Regions from separate parts of the Oryctolagus cuniculus genome. Here region 1 is linked to region 2. Evidence: chromatin contacts called from public Micro-C data. All regions are on one chromosome and are shown on one strand. Each heading gives the region's core, a stretch centred on a gene start, on an enhancer-like site or on the middle of the called end of the contact. The rest is flanking DNA. Distances are from core to core; before and after follow the strand shown. Region 1 holds the start of GAR1 (GAR1 ribonucleoprotein). Region 2 holds the start of ELOVL6 (ELOVL fatty acid elongase 6).

Region 1 (4,515 bases), core at 1,793-4,292, 350 kb after region 2:
TCACCCTCCAATGGCCGCCGCTGCAGCTGGCACACCGCGCTGATCCGATGGCAGGAGCCAGGATCCAGGTGCTTTTCCTGGTCTCCCATGGGGTGCAGGGCCCAAGCACTTGGGCCATCCTCCACTGCACTCCCTGGCCACAGCAGAGAGCTGGCCTGGAAGAGGGGCAACCGGGACAGAATCCGGCGCCCCAACCGGGACTAGAACCCGGTGTGCCGGCGCCGCAAGGTGGAGGATTAGCCTATTGAGCCACGGCGCCGGCTTCCAAATCTTTTTTTTTAAAGGATTTATGTATTTATTTGAAAGAGTTGCAGAGGAGAGAGGGAGGGAGGGAGAGAGGGAAAGAAGGAGGGAAGGAGAATGAATCTTCCATCTGCTGGTTTACTCCCCAAATGTCTTCAATGGGCCAAAGCCAGGAGTCTAGAACTCCATCCAGGTCTCTCACATGGGTAGCAGGGGACCAAGCAGTTGTACCACCTTCTACTGAATTCCCAGGAGCATTAGCAGGGCACCAGATAGGAAGTGGAACAGCCAGGATAAGAACTGGTGCCCATATGGGATGCTAGCATTGCAGGCAATAGTGTTTTCAGTACCCCACAACGCCAGCCTTCTCCAAATCTTTTTAAAGTTAGTTTGGAATCTCAAAGCAACTACCTTTATTTCTAAATGACTGTCACCATGTCAACATGCCTGCAAAACAAACTGTCCTGCCCTTCCATTGAAGCTCAAAACCTGCAACCCTTTCCAACATTAGCCAAGTTCCACTGATCTTGTTTCCCTTGAAACTTCTTTCCTATCTCCCTTTCCTTTTTCCCTGTCACCTGCAGAAGCCTGTTTTGAGACCACTTACTCTAGCCATTTCTTCCCTTCAATCCACCCCGCATATGGATCTAATCCATTCTTAAGGGGTTCGTCCATCTCCCGATCAAAGTTGTAGGTTTCGACTGCCAAACCTCTTCCTTACTTTATGTGTCTTCCACCCGACTTCACTGACAATGATTCCAAACTTACTCTAAATAGTTCTTTTTCCTGACTTCCCCTCCTGTAGTTTCCCTCTCAAGCAATTTTTTTCCTTACTTTTGAGTAGAAAAGTAATTGAAAAGTAAGTGGAAGGCAGTTGAAAACATGAGCTTTAGAGTAAACAGACTTAAAAAAAAAAAAAACCTTTTGGGGGCCGGCGCCGTGGCTCACTTGGTTAATCCTCTGCCTGCAGCGCCGGCATCCCATGTGGGTACTGGGTTCTTGTCCCAGTTGCTCCTCTTCCAGTCCAGCTCTCTGCTGTGGCCCAGGAGGGCAGTGGAGGATGGCCCCAGTACTTGGGCCCCTGCACCCGCATGGGAGACCAGGAAGAAGCACCTGGCTTCTGGCTTCGGATCAGAGCAGCTCCAGCCATAGCAGCCATTTGTGGGGTGAACCAACGGAAGGAAGACCTTTCTCTCTGTCTCTCTCTCTCACTGTCTATAACTCTACTTGTCAAATAAAAAAAAATAAAAAAAAATAAAAAAAAAAACCTTTTACTCATTTTTATTTTTTTTGAGAGGCAGAGCGATGGGAGAGAAGGGTGGGGAGGGAAAAAGAGAGGGAAAAATTGATTTGCATCAACTGGTTCATTCTCCAAATGCCTACAAACCGACAGTCAGAAACTCCATCCCAATCACCCACACGGACGGCAGGGACCCAAGTACCCAAGCCACTCAGGTTGTGCATCAGTCAGAAGTTGGATCAGAAGGAGAAGTGAGGTTCAAACCCAGGAACTCCAATATGGGACGGCGGCTTCAGAAACTGGGCCACAACGTCAGCCTCCTTGTTTTGCGCTTATCACTAACCTTATGATCCTAGCAGAGAGACTTGGCTTTGAATCACAGTTTACTCATCTGTTACAATGGGGGGAAACAGGGATAAGCACTCAATACTGTTTATATAACCCCTTTCCGTCCAAGCTCAAACGACACCTTGTTAACACAATTTAAATGCAACTCATTTTTCTGATCTCTCTACATGCTACACTCTTTAAGTCAGTTACAGAATTCTCCACACAGACTTGCCTCCGGGACCAAGCTGCAACCTCCCTACGTGAGCTGCGGGCCCCACTTGTCAGCATCTCACTCCCAAATCCGCCAGTGCCACGAACCCACAACCCAGCCCCACACGCGCGATGAGGTTAGTCTTCGAAGCCGACATACTGACTACGCGTTCTGGAGGTCCTTGGTCTTGGCCTTTGTTAAAGCCCCCGCGGCCACCCCCTCGTCCAAATCCTCCTCGGCCGCCGCCTCGGAAATTGCCGCCGCCGCCTCGGAAATGGCTGTTGTTGCTGCTGCCCCCGCGGTTGAAACCGCCACCGCCTCCGCCTCGGTTAAAGCCTCCACGACCTCCTCCTCGAAAAGACATGATCTCTCCTACCTGGTATAAAAGAAAAACGAAAAACAAGGTTCGTGCCTTCTGATCGGTGTGGTCCCCGAGGATACCTCTAACCAATCTGAGACAGTGAAGGGGACAAAACCCATAGCAGCTCTGCCTCCTCGCCCATGACCAGACTGCTAGTGACAACCCGATGGGTGAGGACTATCTCCCCACCGCCCTGAGAGCGCCGACCGACAACACGTTATCCTTGTCGCCCCTGGGTTACCACCTCCCCTACCCAGCAGCAAGGGCTTCAAGCCGCATTGCATTCCCTTCCTTCCTCTCTCCATCCCTCACGCAGCTAAGCTCCAGGTCCAACATTCTCAGATCCTTCAGCTCCTAGGGCCACTCACCGTCTCCACGTGCACCCCTGCTTCCCGAGGTGCGCGCACACCCACCCGCTGGGTACTTCCGCCTCACTCCCAACTCTCGGCCACCGTACCGGCTAGGGCTTTATAAGGGCAGGGAAGGGGCAGAAACTCGAATAACGGGTTTCTCCGCTCACTGACAGATCCTGAGGCACCAGCACTTTCCCAAAACAGCCTTCAGTGCCGAAAAAGTAATAGTAATATCCAATTTCCAGCCTCTCCTTTACGACAGTGAGGTAAATTTGCCGAAAGAACCGCGGCGGAAGTGACGTATAATAGCGGCGCCCTTTGCCCCAGGACATTCCGGAAGTGCAGCAGGGGGCGTGTCTCCCGGAGAAGGTTGGTGTTAGGGCTCCGCCTGTTCTTTCTGCTGGGGTTTACGGGTGTTAGTGTTTGTGGCGCCATGGCTCCAGTAGTCGCGGTCCGCGGGCGGGGCGCTGTTGCTTCTCAGCTCGAAATGGTCCTCAACCTCACCCACCAGTTCATTGCAAACTCCAGAAAGTGTCGCCGCAACCCTTAAATAGCTCTGAGCCGCTCTTTGCCGGTGGTGGATCTAGCTGCATCGGAGCCTATCACGACCAGCGAAAAAGTTGAGCGGCTCCGTTGTAGGCTAAACTGGGCCTGTTCTTTTGTCACATAATTTTTTTAATGAAAGGGAGAAATAGAATATGTGTTTGTGTATTTTCAAAGCCGCTGTTATTGGAAACGAAACTAAGCTCTTTTAATCTTTTTCACCAGGTCACGCATTCAACAAGTACACTTTGAGCCCCGACAGGCTGTGTACTAGTCTACACGGGAAGTTCCTCTTCTCTTTTCTCCTGAAGCCCTTGGCATCTGCCATCAGCTGCCCCTACATCCTGCAGAACCCTTAAAGGTGGTGACTTCCCATTTTCGGTCAGGTTTCCCCTGCAATCCTCTAGAATTTTACCTTGATACTTTGAAACAGTTGTCTTTGAAAGAGAGTGGAGATGGGTACCTATTTCAGAAGGTTATTAATGAGATTAAAAAGCATTGAAAACTTTACTATAAAAATACTGGGAATTAATACTAAAATAGGGGGCCAGCGTTGTGGCATAGGGGGAATAAGCTGCAGCCTACAGTGCCAGCCTGTCATGGGCACTGGGGTGGGTGGGGGATTTGAGTCCTGGCTGCTCCACTCCTAAACCAGCTCCCTGCTAATGAGCCTGGGAAAGCAGCGGAAGATGGTCAAGTCCTTAGGTCCCTGGACCTACGTGGGAGACCTGGAAGAAACTCCTGGCTCCTGGCTTTCGGATCAGCCTAACTCTGGCCTTTATGGCCATTTGGGCAGTGAGCCAGCTGATGGAAGACCTCTCTATGTCTCTCTCTCTTTCTCTTTGTAAAAAAAAAAAAAAAAAAAAAAGGAAAATAAATATAAGCCTATGAAGGGAGCACGTAACAATCAATATGGAATCTGATAGATGTATTTGAACAGTATTTGATGTGTGCTTTAAATTCTGTGCATCAGACAGTGCTGGAATTAGTTATAACTGCCATGCTCTATTTTGCTTTGTGGCATTTAACATTGTATTCAGTATGTCTTTCTCATTATATATTTAGTGTTCCACTGTTACCTCCAACTCAGTGTGACAAAACCATTGATCTCCTAGAGGACTTTCAAAATCCCCTGGTACTTAACCTCTTTACCTTGCAGGTAAGGAAATGACATTCAGACAAGAGCAGTAACTTCCCCAGCTAGTTAGAAGGGCAAGCTAGAACCTTGAATTCT
Region 2 (4,438 bases), core at 1,587-4,086:
CAGGGTCTCCCATGTGGGTGCAGGGGCTCAAGCACTTAGGTCATCTTTCACTGCTTTCTCAGGCCATTAGCAGGGAGCTGGATTGGAAGTGGAACAGCCAGGACTTGAAGAGGCACCCTAATACAGGATGCCAGCACCGCAGGTGGAGGCTTAACCTACTATGCCAAAGCACCAGCCCATCCATGAGCTTTTTTTTTTTTTTTTTTTTAACAGGCAGAGTGGACAGTGAGAGAGAGAAAGGTCTGCCTTTGCCGTTGGTTCACCCTCCAATGGCCACCGCAGCCAGTGCGCTGCGGCCGGCGCACTGCGCTGATCCGAAGCCAGGAGCCAGGTGCTTCTCCTGGTCTCCCATGCGGGTACAGGGCCCAAGCACTTGGGCCATCCTCTACTGCATTCCCTGGCCACAGCAGAGAGCTGGCCTGGAAGAGGGGCAACCGGGACAGAATCCAGCGCCCCGACCGGGACTAGAACCTGGTGTGCCGGCACCGCTAGGCGGAGGATTAGCCTATTGAGCCGCGGCTCCGGCCTCCATGAGCTTTTTGAATATCATTCATATACATCACACAAATCTTTGTTTTTAAAAAATTATTATGTACCAGAGCAGGCACTGTTGTGCAGCGGGTTAAAGCCCTGGCCTGAAATGCCAGCATCCCATATGGGCGCCAGATCGAGTTCCGGATGCTTCTCTTCCTATCCAGCTCTCCGCTGTGGCCTGGAATAGCAGTGGAAGATGGTCCATGTCCTTGGGCTCCTGCACCTGTGTGGGAGACCCAGAAGAAGCTCCTGGCTCCGGCCATTGTGGCCATCTGGGGAGTGAACCAGCAGATGGAAGACCTCTCTCTCTGTCTATCTCTCTCTGTAACTCTGTCTTTCAAATAATAAATAAAATAAATCTTTAAAAAATATTATGCACAGCATAGATGTCATTTACATATAACACTATACATAATGTTCTGTGCCTTGCCTTTTCATTTTCCTTCATACATATCAGGAATTCCTTTGATATTGTGATCTATAGAACAAAAATCCCAAAATATTCTGATATAAAATTATTCCATCATATGTTTCCAGGTTTTTTTGTTGCTGCTACCAAGGGTGCTATGTATCTTACACAAACATCCATAATGTCTTTGATGATATATCTATAAATTCCTAGCAGTGGAATTATTGGAAATTAACATGCTATTTCTCAGTATAACATCTTGTAACCTCCTCTCTCCCACGACCTCCCCCCCCCCACACAACAGGCAGAATGAAATCAGAACACACTACTTTTTCTTGTGGCTACCTCTCCAATCTAATTTTCTGCTACTCCTTAGCTGTGGCCTAGAGTCACACCAGGCTTTTTCCTAAAGCCTGCAAACTCATTCTTCAGCTCGGGGCTTTCTCGTGCTTGCTTGCTCTTCAGTGCAACCCCCTGTAGAAGGTGACTGGAGATGGCGCCTTTAGATAAGACAGCACCATTTCACTAACATCAAGTATTTACTGTTTTTTATAACTGCTCTTTTAAGGTCCAGATTTGTTTTTAATATAACCCCACATCCATGTTTAGAAAATAAGCAGGGAATAACAGACATGCTTTAAATAAGAAACATAGTAGGGGCACTTTGTGGCATAGCCGGTAAAGCTGTTGTCTGGGATGCCTGCATCCCATATGGGCTCAGGTTTGGGACCTGGCTGCTCCACTTCTGATCCAGCTCCCTACTAATGTGCCTGGGAAAGCAGTGGAGGATGGCCCAGGTGTCTGGACCCCTGCACCCACATGGGAGACTGAAGAATCTCCTGGCTCTTGGCTTTGGCCTGGCCCAGTCCCCGTTTTTGCAGCCATTTGGGGAGTGAATCAGTGGATGGAAGACCTCTCTCTGTTTCTTCCTCTCTCTGTGTAACTCTGTCTTCAGAATAAATAAATCTTTAAAAAAGAAAACATAGTAAACAAATGTGAATTTCTCAAACTGCTTTCAAATCGATTACATTGCAAACACAAAGAATGAATTTAAAATTGATTTACTTTTGGACAAAAATAAGACTTATCCTTGCAACATACAATGAGGTCTTTCTAGGATTTTCTCACTGTAGAGCGCTTCCTCACTTTCCTATTCTCTTTCATATACTTAACAATTACTCATCACTTTACAAATATTGATTAATTACTCAGAGGCCCAGCCCCTGTGCTATAAAATCTTTCTCATCTGACCACACCTACTTTCCAGCCTAACTCAGCCAAGTGTTTTCGGCCTGGCCTGGGCCTCACTTTTAAATTCACTCAGACTTGCACTGTAGAAGTCTCCAGAATGACAATCCTTAAAAGGAAAGATAAGCAACTTCCCTACCTGGAGTGTCAACCTATTCATTGATTTGCAAATCAGCAACCGGGCCGGCCCTTTGGTTTACATAAAATTGTACTGGATTGTTAAAAACTTTTTCTTTAGTTTCTTACTACACCTTGCTCCCTAGGAAGAGGCGCCTCTGAGTTCCCAAGTTTCAGAGGCTCCCATCTTTGAATGAAAATACCCTCCCTTTGGACTCCTGGGGAGGTGAGGGCTATTTGCATCTGAGAAGGGTCATTTTCTTTTTGGTCTTAATGTCCGTTTAATTTTGAAAGTACAGGTTGTTTATTATTTTTTTAAGTTTACAATTGCATTCCTATATTAGATTATTGGACAACTCCTTGCCCTCCCATTTCATTTTCCCCCACGTCTGGGGGAAATCATTGAAGGGGCAGATGGAGCAGAATTCTTTTGATGTATGAGGTCAACATTGCATCCAACCCTCTCCTCAAACAGTATCTACAACAACAAATAAGTCAAAATTACCCATGCATACAAATAAAGCCTTTGCATTGGACCAGTTGGTCCAGTTCTCCGGTCGCTAACTTCCTCTCCTCCTTTGTCTCTGTTCATTAATTATCCCCCTCTCGGTACCCAAACCCTCCACCTAACCCCTCTCCCAGTCCTTTCTTCCACTTCCGGCTATTGGCCTCTCCCGACTTCCACCCTCCTCATCCTCATCCTCCTCCGGCTGCACGTGACGGAGGGCGCTCTGCGGGCCACTCGGCCCCCGGCGAACGTGAGTCTGAGCCGGAGCTCCGGAGTGGGGGCAGGGGGAGGCCCCGGAGGGTTTGCGCCGGGGCGAGAAGGGGCAGCGCGTCCCCTTCACGTGTGATCTCATCGCAGATTTACCTGGAGTTGTTTTGCGAGGGAGCGCTGGCAGGTTTTACTATTTCCCAATTGTTTACTCCCCGAGCTCTCCCGTCCACGCGCCTCAGGGCTGCGCCCCACACGCTGGAACTTCATTCAAAGGCAGGGCTCGGCGGCCCGCGAGGCTGGGGCCGGGGTACGCGGGTGACCGCCAGGCCACTTCCTCCCTCCCCGCGCCCTTCCCCCAGCCCTCCACCCCCACCGTGGCCTTTACTAAACTGCACCCCAGGGCGGGAGGAGGTCTCGCTCCTCTGCGCCCTCCCTCGCAAAGGGTTAATTTTCCTGATCGCACGAGGGGGAGGAGATTTCCCTGTAGACGAGTAAAAAGGGTGATGGACAAACGTGCGGGCACTAAGACCGCAAGGCATTCATTTCCTCCTACGGTGGATGCGGACGCCGGGAGGAGGCGAGCCCCACGGCGGCGAGGAGCTGGGCGCCGAGGCACAGGCAATGCTCCACCCTGGATGTAGCTGAGAGGCGAGCGCCGGAGACCCAGCGGCGAGGGCAGACCCGGGGGGGTGGGTGGGGGAGCAGGCAGGAGCGAGCCCTCGAGACCTAGCGCTTTACAGATTATTTTATTTTGTGTAGAGAGCACGTAGCGACTCCGAAGATCAGCCCCAATGAACATGTCAGTGTTGACTTTACAAGAATATGAATTCGAAAAGCAGTTCAACGAGAATGAGGCCATCCAGTGGATGCAGGAAAACTGGTAGGTGATGCTTTCGCGTGACACGGCGCCCGGCAGCCCTGCGTCTTCCCCCCGGAGCGCGTTCGGGTCGGGCTCCCTGCCCGCGCGCGCAGCCAGCCGGCAGCCCCGTGCCCGGGTCTCGGCGCGCAGGAGACGCCCGGCTGCGCGAGCCGCGGCTCCACAGGCATCTTTTGCACGGATTATATAACTCAGAACATATGTGTGTGCCTAGGGTGATGTCTGCGCGAGAGGGGAGGCGGGAGAGATGCCACAGTCCTGTCCTCTACCTGTGCTGCCTCCTGGTTTCCCTCTAGATTTTTTTTTTTCTTTTTCCCTCGGCCTCCAGCAGCCGTGTGTGAGAGACCGGGGAGGTGGGACCCGGGCTCCAGCTCGCTTTAACCCTCTGCCGCCCGCCGCCCTCGGCTCTGGTCCGCGCCCTCTCCCATCCTCGTGCCCTTCCTTTCTCCTTGCAGCTTCTCCCACTAAACTGCCCTCCTCCGTGCGCTCCCCGGCCGGATGCCTCCCTGCTTGGACCCCTTTCCGGTTTCATACA

Evidence for each region. A called contact is a pair of places that touch in the nucleus more often than the background predicts.
Region 1: a contact with region 2 is called in a Micro-C map of ear pinna, with 6 times the contacts expected there. The contact joins the promoter of GAR1 here to the promoter of ELOVL6 in region 2. A contact is called at or near these places in 2 of 6 Hi-C or Micro-C datasets (ear pinna and an unstated tissue).

What each region holds. Positions count from the first base shown.
Region 1 is chr8:55,152,382-55,156,896 of mOryCun1.1, forward strand. GAR1 (GAR1 ribonucleoprotein) reads right to left here and starts at 3,043. Exons shown (of 7, transcript XM_051819521.2): 1 at 2,754-3,043; 2 at 2,184-2,400. The coding sequence starts at 2,388. It overlaps CFI (complement factor I), which reads left to right and starts at 3,044. Exons shown (of 16, transcript XM_070047758.1): 1 at 3,044-3,107; 2 at 3,507-3,642; 3 at 4,347-4,440.
Region 2 is chr8:54,803,172-54,807,609 of mOryCun1.1, forward strand. It overlaps ELOVL6 (ELOVL fatty acid elongase 6), which reads left to right and starts at 2,837. Exons shown (of 5, transcript XM_008267482.4): 1 at 2,837-3,066; 2 at 3,786-3,906. The coding sequence starts at 3,818.